Regions from separate parts of the Hordeum vulgare genome. Here all the other regions are linked to region 3. Evidence: chromatin contacts called from public Hi-C data. All regions are on one chromosome and are shown on one strand. The core of a region is the stretch at or near the end of the contact, and the rest is flanking DNA. Distances in the headings are between cores, read along the strand shown. Region 1 holds the start of LOC123405532 (fimbrin-5-like). Region 2 holds the start of LOC123405533 (fimbrin-5-like). Region 3 holds the start of LOC123406211 (glycerophosphodiester phosphodiesterase GDPDL4-like). Region 4 holds the start of LOC123401849 (serine/threonine-protein kinase Nek6-like).

Evidence for each region. A called contact is a pair of places that touch in the nucleus more often than the background predicts.
Region 1: a contact with region 3 is called in a Hi-C map of seedling, with 4 times the contacts expected there. The contact joins the promoter of LOC123405532 here to the promoter of LOC123406211 in region 3. A contact is called at or near these places in 2 of 6 Hi-C or Micro-C datasets (leaf and seedling).
Region 2: a contact with region 3 is called in a Hi-C map of seedling, with 7 times the contacts expected there. The contact joins the promoter of LOC123405533 here to the promoter of LOC123406211 in region 3. A contact is called at or near these places in 4 of 6 Hi-C or Micro-C datasets (leaf and seedling) and 1 of 1 datasets of contacts at active chromatin or transcription factors (embryo).
Region 4: a Hi-C map of seedling shows a contact between it and region 3, with 3 times the contacts expected there. The contact joins the promoter of LOC123401849 here to the promoter of LOC123406211 in region 3. A contact is called at or near these places in 2 of 6 Hi-C or Micro-C datasets (leaf and seedling) and 1 of 1 datasets of contacts at active chromatin or transcription factors (embryo).

What each region holds. Positions count from the first base shown.
Region 1 is chr6H:318,442,692-318,446,307 of MorexV3_pseudomolecules_assembly, reverse strand. It overlaps LOC123405532 (fimbrin-5-like), which reads left to right and starts at 1,574. Exons shown (of 14, transcript XM_045099186.1): 1 at 1,574-2,484; 2 at 2,590-2,763; 3 at 2,868-3,115; 4 at 3,232-3,403. The coding sequence starts at 2,401. It overlaps LOC123405535 (a long non-coding RNA gene), which reads right to left. Exons shown (of 4, transcript XR_006611974.1): 4 at 3,507-3,616.
Region 2 is chr6H:318,461,115-318,464,462 of MorexV3_pseudomolecules_assembly, reverse strand. It overlaps LOC123405533 (fimbrin-5-like), which reads left to right and starts at 1,496. Exons shown (of 12, transcript XM_045099188.1): 1 at 1,496-1,984; 2 at 2,106-2,261; 3 at 2,344-2,517; 4 at 2,618-2,865; 5 at 2,981-3,152. The coding sequence starts at 2,175.
Region 3 is chr6H:319,253,676-319,257,051 of MorexV3_pseudomolecules_assembly, reverse strand. It overlaps LOC123406211 (glycerophosphodiester phosphodiesterase GDPDL4-like), which reads right to left and starts at 1,740. Exons shown (of 10, transcript XM_045099688.1): 1 at 1,379-1,740; 2 at 351-638; 3 at 123-232; 4 at 1-39. The coding sequence starts at 1,493.
Region 4 is chr6H:319,872,435-319,876,158 of MorexV3_pseudomolecules_assembly, reverse strand. LOC123401849 (serine/threonine-protein kinase Nek6-like) reads left to right here and starts at 1,736. Exons shown (of 13, transcript XM_045095707.1): 1 at 1,736-2,196; 2 at 2,278-2,344; 3 at 2,422-2,487; 4 at 2,584-2,630; 5 at 2,715-2,760; 6 at 2,870-2,950; 7 at 3,044-3,086; 8 at 3,170-3,216; 9 at 3,693-3,724. The coding sequence starts at 2,111.

The DNA.
Region 1 (3,616 bases), core at 325-2,824, 810 kb after region 3:
GGCCGGCCCAGTAGCTCCACGCTATAGGCAAGACCTATTACGTGGAAAACTCTATTTGCTGCTCTTGTGAAGCGGTGTCGAGGCTTTGCACACAGTATGAGAGGGACCGGGCTGACCCGGTAGAGGGCTGCATTGCCCGGTTTTGAAACTTTTTAGAGGTTTTCAGCCGAATTTTTTTGGTTCTGGAAAACTTTTAGAAGGTTCCTTGAGCCGTTTTTTTATTTTCTTTATGCTTTTCTGTTTATTTTCTATATTTTCTGTTTCTGTTTCAAAAAATGTTCTGGATTTTCAAAAAATATTTTTGGATTTTGAAAAATGTTCTCACTTTTTAAAAAATGTTCTGTATTTTCTAAAAATTGTTCTCGGTTTCAAAATTTGTTCTCATTTTCAAAAAACAATCTTAAGATTCAAAAAATATTCGTGCTTTAAAAAATTGTTCGCACTTCCAAATTTGTTCAGGATTTTTCAAAAAAATTCTCGGTTTCACAATTTGTTCCCAAAATTCAAAAAATGTTCATGCTTTAAAAAAATTGTTCTTCCAAATTTGTTTGGGGTTTTTGAAATTTGTTCTCAGTTTGAAAATTTGTTCTCAAGATTCAAAAAATGTTCGTGCTTTAATAAATTGTTCGCGCTTTCAAATTTGTTCACGATTTTTCAAAATTGTTCTCGGCTTTAAAATTTGATCTTCAAATTTAGAAAATGTTCTAGCTTTAAAAATTTCTTCGTGCTTTCAAATTTGTTCGATTTCTTTTACAAAAATGTCCTCCTTTTAAAATTTTGGTCCGAAGATTCAAAAAATGTTCGTGCTGCTTCCAAATTTATTAACGTTTTTTCAAAATTGTTCTCAGTTTCAAAAAAAATATCCAAATTCAAAAAATGTTTGTGCTTTAAAAAATGTTCACGCTTTCAAATTTGTTCAGGGTTTTCAAAATTTCGTTCTCAAGATTCAAAAAATGTCCGTGCTTCCAAATTTGTTCCCTTATTTCAAATTGTTTTCGGTTTCAAAATTTGTTCCCAAAATTCAAAAAATGTCCGTGCTTTAAAAATTTCTTCGCCCTATCAAATTTGTTCGGGGTTTTCCAAAATTGTTCTCCTTTTCAAAATTTTGTTCTCAAGATTAAAAAAAATGTTCGCGCTTCCAAATTTGTTCGCGTTTTTTACAAAAATTCCCGGTTTCAAAATTTGTTCTCAAAATTCAAAATATGTTCGTGCTTTAAAAATTTGTTCGCGCTTTCAAACTTTTTCGGGGTTTTTCAAAATTGTTTTCCTTTTCAAATTTTTTTTATCAAGATACAAAAAATGTTCGCGCTTCCAAATTTGTTCGCTTCTTTAAAAATTGTTGTTGTTTCAAAATTTGTTCTCAAAATACAAACAAAAATCGTGTTTTAAAAATGTGTTTGCGCTTTCTAATTTGTTCATGATATTTTTAAATTGTTCTCCTTTTCAAAATGTTGTTTTCAAGATTTTGAAAATGTCCATGCTTTAAAAAATTGTTCGCGCTTCCAAATTTGTTCACGTTTTTAAAAATTGTTCTTCAAATTCGAAAAACGTTTTTTAAAATCAAAAACGAAAAGGAAAAAGGAAAGAAAAAAGGAACCAAAAAAGAAAATAAACAAAGAAGGAAAAAAGTAACAGAAAAAAAAAAACTAAACTGAGCCGGCCCAGTCGGGGCGCCCCCTGTGCGTCGCACGGGCTCCCTGCCGCAATGAGCGGCAAGTAGGAGCTCCCCTATTACGTTTTGGCGAGACATAGCTCCCGCGACAAGCAAAAGCCGAGTGGCGGAACAGGGCCATCCAAGCCCATGAAAGACGAGCATGCTGGAGAAAGAGAGAGAGACATGGAACTACTCCGTGGTCTCCGTGGGAGAAGAGGAGGAGAGCTGCAGTGAGTCCGTGGAAGCTTCACGTTCTAAGATTAGTTATCTGCTTTTCTATTCTAGGCATCAGTGGGAGGCTGAAAAAGGAGCCACCATTTTAGCTTCTCCCTTTTCTTCCTATCCTATGGCTCTTTGCAATCCAACCACACGTTCGCTTCCCCATAGTTCTTGGGGTTCGCTGCGGAGCTGGGAGCAATGTATGCGTAGTGAATAGTTTTGCTGAAGGAAGGAAGACAGAAAGAACGAAGATCAAAGCCTTTCAAAAAGAATTTTTCATCGCAAAGGTTGGTAACGATTCATTGGGGGATATTTTCCTGCAAGTGTAATGATCCCACCAGTTTTGGTCCTATTCTTCTTGATACATATACTACAAACATAGTGCTGAATTTGATCAGAGAGGTTTGTGCTAATTAGTCCTAGGGATTCAAGGTCGTGGTTGGATTGTTTTTATTGTAGGTCTCAAATACTGCCGAATTAGTGCAAGAATTAATTTAGCACGAGAGTGAAACTGAATTCGGAAGACAATGTCTAGCGTTGGTGTTCTTGTCTCCGATCCATGGCTCCAGAGCCAGTTCACCCAAGTGCAGCTCCGAACGCTTCGAACAAAAGTAAGCACTCCTGGAGGCCACTCTTGATGCATTTGAAAAAACATGTGTTGTTTCCTTTCCATAATTGTGTAATTACAATGCTACCTCTTATGTTCCACGATATAGTTCACTTCTGCAAAGAGATCGGATGCCGAGCATGTAAGTGTAAGAGATTTGCCGTCGGTGATGGAGAAGCTTAGGGGCATTCAGGAGGTTCTAACTGAGGAGGAGATCACCAATTTTTTGAGCGAGTCTTACCCCGATATGGACCAGTCAATCGAATTTGAGCCATTCCTTAGGGTACATTGGATCATCCTGGCATACAATTTGTTGATTTAAATATTTTCACTGATGTATGAGTTTTTGTTTTGTTTAATGAGTTGTGCAATCTTGCAATATGTTAGGAGTACTTAAATCTTCAAGCAAAGGGAACCAGCAAATCAGGAGGCAAAAAGAAATTGAAGGGATCAGTGTCATTTTTGAAGGCGTCCACTACTACTCTCTTGCACGTTATTAATGAGTCTGAAAAAACTTCTTATGTCAATCATATCAATAATTTTCTCGGGGAGGACCCTTTCCTGAAGAATTTCTTGCCATTGGATCCAACATCAAATGATTTATTTAATCTTATTGGTGATGGTGTGCTACTTTGGTGAGATGTTCTTTTAAATGCTCATTGTATTCTTTTAGTACCACTGCATCTCTTAATGTTAGTTTCTGTTAACAAATTATCTAAGACAGTTATTCCCTTACCTTATACTGAATCAGCAAGTTGATCAATGTTTCTGTTCCCGGCACAATAGACGAGAGAGCAATCAATACAAAGAAGAATCCGAATCCATGGGAGAGAAATGAGAACCACACTCTTTGTCTCAACTCTGCCAAGGCCATTGGTTGTACTGTAGTTAACATTGGGACACAGGACCTGATTGAAGCTAGAGTATGTTTCTACGTTTTTATTGCATCAACACAGTTTATACGCTATTTCTCAATTTCTTTTTTGTTATGACTGAGCTCGACCTATGATTTTTCTTCTGTTCCTATTTAAGTTTGAACTAGATCCACTTTATAGATAAAGCACAAACCAAAGTACACGGCCAACAATACAAGGTAGTGAGAGAGCCCTCTTACATAGCATATCCCAGGATAACCA
Region 2 (3,348 bases), core at 247-2,746, 790 kb after region 3:
AAGCAATTATTCTTATTAATTAGTCTTGGTACTACTCATACATGTTTCATCCCAATTTGCTGCTCAAGCATTAGTACTAGTATTTTCTCAGTTGATTAGGCGCATTAGCATCTACACCTGCTACATCTCACAACTAATCAGTGACTACCTTGATCCCAGTGATTTTTCAAGCGTGCCCTCTAAACCGTGACAGAGAGAGTATTGAGCGAGAGATCTTCAAAAGTATTGAACTTGATAAAATTAAGTAAGATTTTCAAAATGAGGGTAGGGCATTGACATTACCTGGATCTTCTAGACGTCATTGAAAGCTTAATTATCGGTATGTTTTAAGTTATTTTTTATTCAAACATGTTTACATTTTTATTGTATTTGGTTTTTATTTGTAATGTGTATTGACTCTTTCGATTTGCATTAAAAGAATTCTTTCCTTAAGACTTCACCACACCTTAATTTTTTTTCGTCCTCCGCCTCTGACCGGGATCATGTCTTTACATCTCACTTTTGGCAAGAGCTTTTCTGCTATGCAGGCACAAAATTGTGCATGAGTACAGCAAATCACCCTCAACCAACGGGCAATCAGAGCGTGTCAACCAATGCCTGGAAACATTCCTCCGTTGTTTCACTCACGCGTGTCAGAAACGGTAGAGTCATTGGATTCCGCTTGCTCAATTCTGGTACAATTCCTCTACACACTCCACTATTGGCATGACACCTTTCAATGCAAACTTTGGCCATGAGTCGCGGCAGTGGGGCATCACGCCTGTGTCAGCGTGTTCGGTTCCATCACTGCACTCATGGCTGGATGAGCGGGCAGTGCTGCAAGACCTGCTGCAGCAACATCTTCAGCGAGCAAGACAGCGTATGAAACACCAAGCCGACAAGAGATGCTCCGAACGGTCGTTTTCGGTGGGGGAGCTAGTGTTCTGGAAGCTCCAACCATACGTTCAGACCTCAGTCCTGAAGAGGGCTAACCATAAGATGTCATTTCGGTTCTATGGCCCCTTCCCTATCATTGCCAAGATCAACGAGGTTGCATACAAGTTGGAGCTCCCACCGCAGGCCAATGTTCATCCGGTGTTCCATGTTTCGCTCTCGCTCACGCGGTACTCCCGGGTACGAATTTGCAATCTGAACTACCTAGCAGCTCTGATGTTCCGACAGTACCAGCGTCCATCCTCGACACTCGCTGGTGATGCAAGAATGGCCGCATGGTGGAACAAGTTCTGGTGCGCTGATCGGATCCTACTTCCATCAACGACAAGTGGGAAAGCAAAGCGGAACTGCAAGCTGGCTTTCCTCATGCAGAGACTTGGGGGCAAGCCTCATCTCAAGGAGGGGATGTCACGACCAATGGCGGGTCGAGGCCTACAGCTTCGCCAACCAGGCGGCCCACCAGGGCCAAGAAGCCCAACCCGAAGAATCACGGCGCCGAGTGGGTGTGAGCCGTGGCCTACTTAGCCACCGCTCACCGAAGGCAGACGCATCCAGTGGATCACGGCACGAACCCTGCGGCGGCTCTATCTTCCCTTCCTCCTTCTTCCTCCCAAATTCGTGTATCCAGAGATTGTATCCCTAAATTGCTACTCGAATTCGTGTGTGAGAGTAATAGATGGTGAGAAGATACCGTTAAGTTGCTCTATCTCTGCCGTTAGAGAGATAGCGCTCAACCGTCATCTCATGGGAGAAGAGGGAGGAGGATGCAGTGAGTCCGTGGAAGCTTCACGTTCTAAGATTGGTTATCTACTTTTCTATTCTAGGCATCTCCGGGAGGTCAAAAAAGGGGGCCACCATTTTAGCTTCTTCCTTTTTCATACTATCCTATGGCTCTCTGCAACCCAACCACACGTCCGCTTCCCCATAGTTCTTGCGGTTCGCTTCAGAGCTGTGAGCAATGCATGCAGAGTGAGTAGTTTTCAGGTGTTGGAGGAAGGAAGACAAGAAGAACGAAGATCAAAGCCTTAACAACGATTTTTGCATCACAACGGTTGGTAATGCTCCGTTGGGTTTTTTTTTTCCCTACAATTAGTATAATAATCCCACCAATTTTGATCCTTTTCTTCTTGATCTAGCGATTTAAGGTTGTTGTTGGATTGTCTTTAATCTAGGTCTCAAATAACTGGTGAATTGGTGGATGAACTAATTTAACACGAGAGGGAAACTGAATTCGGAAGACAATGTCTAGCTTCGTTGGTGTTCTTGTCTCGGATCCATGGCTCCAGAGCCAGTTCACCCAAGTGCAGCTCCGAACGCTCCAAGCAAAAGTAAGCACTCCTTGAGACGATTATTGATGCATTTTAAGAAATAGTGTAATCACAATGCTACCTCTTATGTTCCATGGTATAGTTCACTTCCGCAAAGAGACCGGATGCCGAGCATGTAACTATAAAAGATTTGCCGCCAGTGATGGAGACGCTTAGGGGCATTCAGGAGGTTCTAACTGAGGAGGATATCACCAACACTTTGAGCGAGTCTTACCCTGATATGAACCAGTCAATCGAATTTGAGCCGTTCCTTAGGGTACATTGGATCATCTTGGCATACCTTTTGTTGATTCCACATTTTCACTCATGTATGATTTTATTTTTTTGATGAGTGGTACAATCTTGCAATATGTTAGGAGTACTTAAATCTTCAAGCAAAGGGAACCAGCAAATCAGGAGGCAAAAAGAACTTGAAGGGATCAGTGTCATTTTTAAAGGCGTCCACCACTACTCTCTTGCACGTCATTAATGAGTCTGAAAAAACTTCTTATGTCAATCATATCAATAATTTTCTTCGGGAGGACCCTTTCCTGAAGGATTTCTTGCCACTGGATCCAACATCAAACGATTTATTCAATCTTATTGGGGATGGTGTTCTACTTTGGTGAGATGTTCTGCTAAATGCTCATTGTATTCCTTTAGTACCCCAACATCTCAATTTTTTTATTTCTGTAACAAATTTTCTAAGGCAGTTATTCCCTTACCTTATACTGAATCAGCAAGTTAATCAATGTTGCTGTTCCCGGCACAATAGACGAGAGAGCAATCAATACAAAGAAGGATCCGAATCCATGGGAGAGGAATGAGAACCACACTCTTTGTCTCAACTCTGCCGAGGCCATTGGTTGTACTGTAGTTAACATTGGGACGCAGGATCTGATTGAAGCTAGAGTACGTTTATATATTTTTATTGCATCAACACAGTTCATTACTCTATTTCTCAAGTTCTTCTTTTTTGTTACTATTGAGCTTGATCTATGATTTTCCTTATGTTTCTATTTAAGTTTGAACTAGTAAAACGGTATAGAAATCTCGAAGCTCTCGCTCCGCTTCATAGACAAAGCACAAACTAAATCACACGGCCGAA
Region 3 (3,376 bases), core at 491-2,990:
TCTCATGCTCAGATTAAACTGGCTGTAAAAACTGTCATGCTGAGTTTTGCACAAACAAGACAGACTGTAAGAGAAGATCACTTAAATTTTAGTGCACCGAAAGTAATCAAAGTTTGATGTACCTGAACATTCAACCAAGTAGGGGCCTTATATTGTGACAGTGCAACTTCAACTGGAACTATTTGGAAGCTTCCGTCAAACCTATTTGTGCGAGACAAGATTGCTCGCAGCACTGTAACAAATATTAAGTTTGGGTTAGACAGAGAAATTTCAACAATGATAATCAAGCAAGAGAAAAATGCAACGAAGATGCTCAAAACATTAGAACTGCAAACTGCATTTGCACTTACAAGTTACATTGGACAGTTCAATGCCTGTATAGTCCACAGAGAACCACCCGGTCGTGGACACACCGTTTACACGGTAGGTCTTCTTTCCCTTTGGAAAAAGATCGGATATGGTTGTGCAGTTATCCATTTTTATGTCTGGAAGGCAGATGCCAACGGCATCCTTGGTTAACCGAACATCGCACCACAGGGCTGAATCCTGAGGGCCAGCAGCAAACGAATAAGCAGCGTCACTGGAGTCAGGAAATAGGCCGGAGAAACCACCCTTAGCTATGACTGCTGGAGCATTGCCTGAAAGAGTGAGGTGCGTGTTAAGCTTTAAGAACAGCCAGGAACAGTGGATGGATCATAGCTTCATAAATGTATATTTTTGTCTAACTAATACTTCATAAATGTGCAGAAACTCCGTAAAATAACTACCACGGGGTGGTATAAGTTTTACATGCATGTGCCAATTAAATGTTGGACCATTGTAATTGATGCATCAAGAAGGAAATCACTCCTTGAAATTGATATCCACCGAACTGGGCAAACAATCCCCTGCTCCGTAAGCAGTGGATGAACAGTAAACGCCAGCAGCTAGTGATTTAACCTAACCCAAGAACATTCACGCGGTAAGAAGCGTAGACTACGTCATCTGAATTAGTCACAAAGATGTTGCTGGCGTATCCTAACCAAATGGCATTCAGCAGAAGAGGCTGCCGCCAACGGCTGTGCCAAGATTTCTCTTCATATTATATGCAAAGAATATAAAAGGAGGCATCATGGCCGGCCCCAAGGTTCCAATCAGAAATCTCGAGCCTTGAAACTTTCAGCAAGGCCATGTTGTTGAAGGTTGAGCAAGACCGGGAACTCGCCCCGTCTTAATCCTAAAGATCCAACCCATGCATCGAAGCCGAATCGAAAATCGCAAGCAAGATACGAGCTTATGAACTAAAAATCGCAGAAAAGTCAACCCAGATCAGAATCAGATCGCAGACGCACAGACTAAGAAAATAAACAGGGAACACAGGCAAGTGCAGCTTGTATACCACTCAGCGTCTTCCAGGTCGAGCCCTTCTGCGCCGCGGCGGGGCCCAGCAGCGGCAGCAGCAGCAGCAGCAGCAGCGACCCAAGAACGGAGCAGGCATGGCCGCTCCTCCCCATTGCAGACCTCCACCGGCAGCAGCTCCAAGAACACTGCTAGGCAAGCTACAATCTCCCTCCAAGAACTCCCCGGCAAGAGGAGAGAAGAGAGAAGAAGTGAGCGAGCGACTGCTCGGAAGGAAGGAGGCAATGCGCGTACGGCGGCCGCGTTTTAACACCAGAGAGAGAGAGAGAGAGAGAGAGAGGGATGGACAAAAGAAATGGAGACGGAGGAGGGGCTGGGCTGCTGCTGAGCTGTGGGATGAGGCCAACAGGAGAAGGTGGCAACGGGGTTACGGGGGCGAAGGTGGTCAAAAAAGTGTGATCCCCTTCCTACAGCATCTCCAACAGATATGAAAAAAAAATTGGAGTATTTAGCTTAAAAAAAAAACTACCGCATAGGTTTGTGTCCCCAAAATTACGACTTTTAACTCATGATTGAAAATCCACCCCTTTTATCACATTTTTTCATAAAACCACCGTATACTGCTAGTAGCCGGCCAGGGCTGTAGTATCACAAAAGTCAACTTCGTTAAGTCATACTGTTAACTTCTTTTTTGTGACGAAAGTCATACTGTTAAGTTGACCGATTATTACATATGGGACTCACACGTCAGCATCAACCCTCGTCCCCCTCAAACATTTTCTCTCTGAAATATTTCCTCAAGCATATTGTATGTGTGTCAGAACACGAATCTCATCCTCAATTGCCTGCTATTATTTCAAATGCTCCCTAATAAACAGTAAAATCAAAAATAAAATAATAAAAAATCGGAAATTAATTTGTGGTAAAGTTTGACAAATGTTTTGTTAAAAGTAAACTTTTTAAATTTTCAAATGGTCCACTTGTAAAATAGTAAGTGGTGATTTTAAAGTTTAGTCTCACCTCTCAGGTTGAGGAAGAGTAGAACTTCTTTATATAATGGGTTCTCTACATCATACTTTCGGGTTCGGGTCGGGGCCGGGACGCACATGCGACATGCGCACGAATGACCCACCAAAATCCGGCCGAATGTCTTGCGCGGGCGTAGTTTTTTTTTTTTGGTTTTTTTTTTGATGTCTTGACAAACAATTTAATTATTTTTGTCTGATAAGTATGCGATTTAGAGTCCAAGTCGTTTTGAGATCGTAATCACAACAGGATACCGCATCTGTTCTTATTATATATACCACTAGTGACATATACCGCTACCGGTCGACACCAAAGACATATCAAAACACCTAGGGTTTTGCCTTATCTCACAGCTTGTGTCGCCTACGTAGTCTACCCTATCCGAATGCCGGCATGCATCGGCCTACGGGAGAGAAGGTCTTCGAAACTGTTCGTCCTTGTGATCCTGCACTGGGACAGGACGAATTAGGTTTTTGAGAAGTGCTCTACGCGATTGCTCACGTTCGTCATCACGGGTCGTCTTTCGTCCAAGTCAGGCGCCGCTACTCATTGTTGTCTTCATCGTCGTCAATAGCAGATTGTCGACAACATCGTTATAAATTTTGTCTCTCCTACAATAGCTAACGAACAATACATTCATCGTGATATGGTCATGTCTCTGTCTGTAGTCGTTGTTTCATGTGTGTTGCTGTTGTGCATGTTTTCCTGTTCGCATACTATGCTAGACTGTTGCATGCTCATTTCTTTTATAGCCGTGAATTACTTATCGGAAATAATCATGAATTTTTCTAATGTTCTAACAATCCAAAAACCTATTTGTAGGCAATTTCCTGAATTAACTATGGTCGGATTCTTTGATGTAGTGAGGCCTGATATATCCATTTTGCATCATGATTTTCTATTGATATTTATATTAATCTTGGTCATTATTTCACTTTATGATACAATCCTAATGCCTTTCCTCTCTGAATTTGCAAGATTTAGACAAGCGGAAAATTGCCAAAAAGTGGAA
Region 4 (3,724 bases), core at 487-2,986, 620 kb before region 3:
CCTGCAGGCAATCCTTCACCTCCACCTCCCACTTCATATCCAACACCACCTCCCTTAGCGGCCCCTAAACACAAATATACATATTTACCGACTGGGCATTGCTGCAATATGATTCGTTGGATGATCTAGTCACCAAGTTATTCTCAAAGAAGAAGAAGAAGAAGACCAAATCATGAACCTGCTCGGAGAAGGCAGAGAGGAGACCATTTAGGAGCTGCGTAGCGGCGGCTAGGAGGTCACGTAATTACGGCGTAGCCACTGGGCCGCATCGACGGGTGACTTTAGACGCGAGGCCTTCGCCGCAGCGGCGAGGAGGCGGCCGGCGGCAGTGACAAGGTCGACACTTCACGCAGCCACGAGCATGGTCGCAGGATGGTGAAGGAGAGGGGTGGTCGCAGTCATGGCCGGGAGAGACGCACCTCGACGCCGGTGACCCCCGTCGGTGAGGATCTCCTCCACCGCCAGATGCTCCGCCTAATCCCTCCTCCCAAGCGTCGCCCCGTCATTCAAGCTCTCGCGCCGCCGTCGCCGCCCCGCCGCACGCCGTGCCCAGGCGACCACCTCGCCGCGCCGCCCGTTCCCCTGACCAGAAACGCCGAGCCGAAGCCCCCGCGCCCAGCCGTCGCGCCGCCCGTCGCCAGCTGCGTCCCGCGGCGGCGCCCCAGGCGACCACCTCGGCGCACCGCCCGTTCCCCCGGCCAGAAACGCCGAGCCGAAGCCCCCACGCCCAGCCGTCGCGCCGCCCGTTGCCAGCAGCGTCCCGCGCAGCCGCCGATTGGATCTGGCGAGCGTGCCGTGTGCTGCCGCCATGCCTCCTCGCCTCAGAAAACATAGGGTCTTAATAATAAAAGTGAAACGTTTTCTTCACTTAAGAAAGGACTGCGGGTTTATTAACTGAAAACGGAAGGGCCTTTTTGCAAAAATGCCGCGGCAGACGACAGAAGCGATCGGTGCTTTATTATTAGGGGAGATATGGAGTGCCGGTCCGTGTGGACATTTGAATTCCGTTCAAGACGCTCGTGTGAATGGATTCGTGGTGGTCCGTTTGGACGTTGAGATGAGTTTGAGTTGTCCGGTTGTGCCGCAGTAAGCATTTTCACCGGACCTGAGAGGGCAGTGCTGCGTGCGGACGGCAGTGTCCTAAAATCTGGACATTGACTTGCATACTGGCGCCGATCCCTGCACGCCTCCCAAGGAAAGGCACATGCGCGATACTGCTGCTGCCTGGATGGCCACAAGGTGAAACTGCTCGCCATTTACTGACACTGGCTATCTATATTAAACACACACCACTATACTCGTACCAGTGGGGTGGGTGGAGTAGTGGTATTATCTAGTGCTGACGGCATTTACAGTTTGTCACATGCCATGGACAGTGAACCTTTGTTGATTCTTCTGCATGCCAGCCAGCCAGCCAGGCAGACAGACCGAAGGGCAAAGGGTATGCTAGTCGGTGCTGTTTTCACAGGGAAAAGGCAAGCAGGAGCAGCGGCAGCCGACCCCAACACACACGCACACGTTTCTCTCTGGATGGACTTCTTCAGACTTGAGAGAGATGCCACATTTGCTGATGTTATTAATATAAATAAATATTACGAGTACATTATTCTTTCAAGAAAAAAGCGAGAGAAAAGGAGAATACTACTCCATCCACCGTGAGTCAGTCGGGGCCCACTCCACCACCCGCAGGCGCAACGTTTCTTCCACTACTCTATGCGACCGCTAGAGAGTGGAATGATGAACCGACGAGGGATTAATTAGGTTGAGTTCCACATAAAGCACGCCCTAACCACCGCCAAAAATCACTCCTTCCTTCCTTCCTTGATCTCCGTCTTCCTCCTCGTCGACCTCGACCACACCCGACCCGACACACACAGAGCGAGCGCGCCGCCCATTATTGAGCCACTTCCACACGCGTGCAGCTGCAGTGCATGCACGCTCTCCTCTCCGCGACCATCATCACCAGCGCCGTGCCCTGCCCGTGTCCTCACCTGAGCACCATCGAATCATTTATACGCGCCCAGCCGCCACCGCCAGCAACAGTGCGCCACAAGACGAGCACGCAAGAGCAAGAGCAAAAGAGCAAGAGCTAGGTAAGGCAAGGAATCCCATGGAGCAGTACGAGGTCGTGGAGCAGATCGGCCGGGGCGCCTACGGCACCGCCTACCTCGTCCACCACAAGGCCGAGAGGAAGAGGTCACTGCAGCCGGCCTCGCTTCAGATTTCTCTTCTCCGCCGTTTCCCTTGAACCAATCAATCTAATCTTTCTGGGTGCAGGTACGTGATGAAGAAGATTCGGCTGACCAAGCAGAACGACAAGTTCCAGCGGACAGCCTACCAGGAGGTAACAATCAATCACCTCAAACCTTGATAAGCCCTCGCAAATTCCACCCCTCACCTCAGCACTCCGTCGGCCTGCAGATGTCCCTCATGGCCAGCCTCAGCAACCCCTACATCGTCGAGTACAAGGACGGATGGGTCGACGAGGTACTGCACTGCACTGCGCATTTTTCTTCTTCTATTCTAAAGCAGAGCAGGATTTTGATTGGGTTGGGCCTTCGTCTCGGACTGAATTTCTTGCAGGGGACCTCCGTGTGCATCGTCACAAGTTACTGCGAAGGTGGTGACATGTAAGAAGATCTCATTGCACTTTGCCTCCTCCGTTTGTTTTTACGGTCACCTTACCCGCTGCTTCGCTCACGTCCAATTCACAGGGCGCAGAGGATCAAGAAGGCAAGAGGCGTCCTCTTCTCGGAAGAGGTACCAACACTACTACTTACTGTAATCTGATGAATAATAATGCTACTCCTACATGTTCAGGCTTCAGAAACTCACTGTATGTTTGCTCCTTGTGTTGTGTGATGTGAAGAGGGTGTGCCGGTGGTTCACACAATTGCTCTTGGCCCTTGACTACCTGCACTGCAACCGTGTGCTCCACCGTGACCTCAAGGTAAAGTAGAACTGCCGCCCCCCCATGGATTCATCATTTCTACCACGGCATCAGCATCTCCTAACATTTTCCTCACCACCTGTTGCATTGCAGTGTTCCAATATCTTGTTAACCAAGGATAACAACATACGACTTGGTAAGCTGATTTCAAATTACCACACAACTTCATTGCTCAGATGGAAATATCATGACGTGTGTATTCATTCTCTCTCCAAACAGCTGATTTCGGGTTAGCAAAATTACTCATGGAGGACCTTGCCTCGTCGGTATGCCTCAACCTTTTGCTAACTTATTATTCATGTACATGTAACTGGCAGGACACGTTCAGTCACTTACAACCATCGGTTACTTGCCTATAGTCTCAATGAAGTACGGAATGTATGAGCGTAACCACCATTCATGGAAAACTTCTTTTTAGAAATTAAATTAAATCATGTAATACTTTGATCTTTTAGTCGTCAAATATGGTTTCCCATCTCCACTCACTTCATTAACAACAGTTAAACGTGAAAGCAGAAACTATATAACATTTATAAATGTTCATGAAAATAAGTAAATACTCCCTCCGTCCCATAATATAAGAGCGTTTTCGTTACGCTAGTGCAGTGTCAAAAGTGCTCTTATATTATGGGACAGAGGGAGTGGCATTTTAGTCTGTTTCAAACATGTATTGAGGCCCAACCAAGATATATAAACGACTGACCAGATTCCACTTATTAATTTTGAAATTTTTGTTTTTCAGGTAGTAGGAACCCCAAACTACATGTGCCCAGA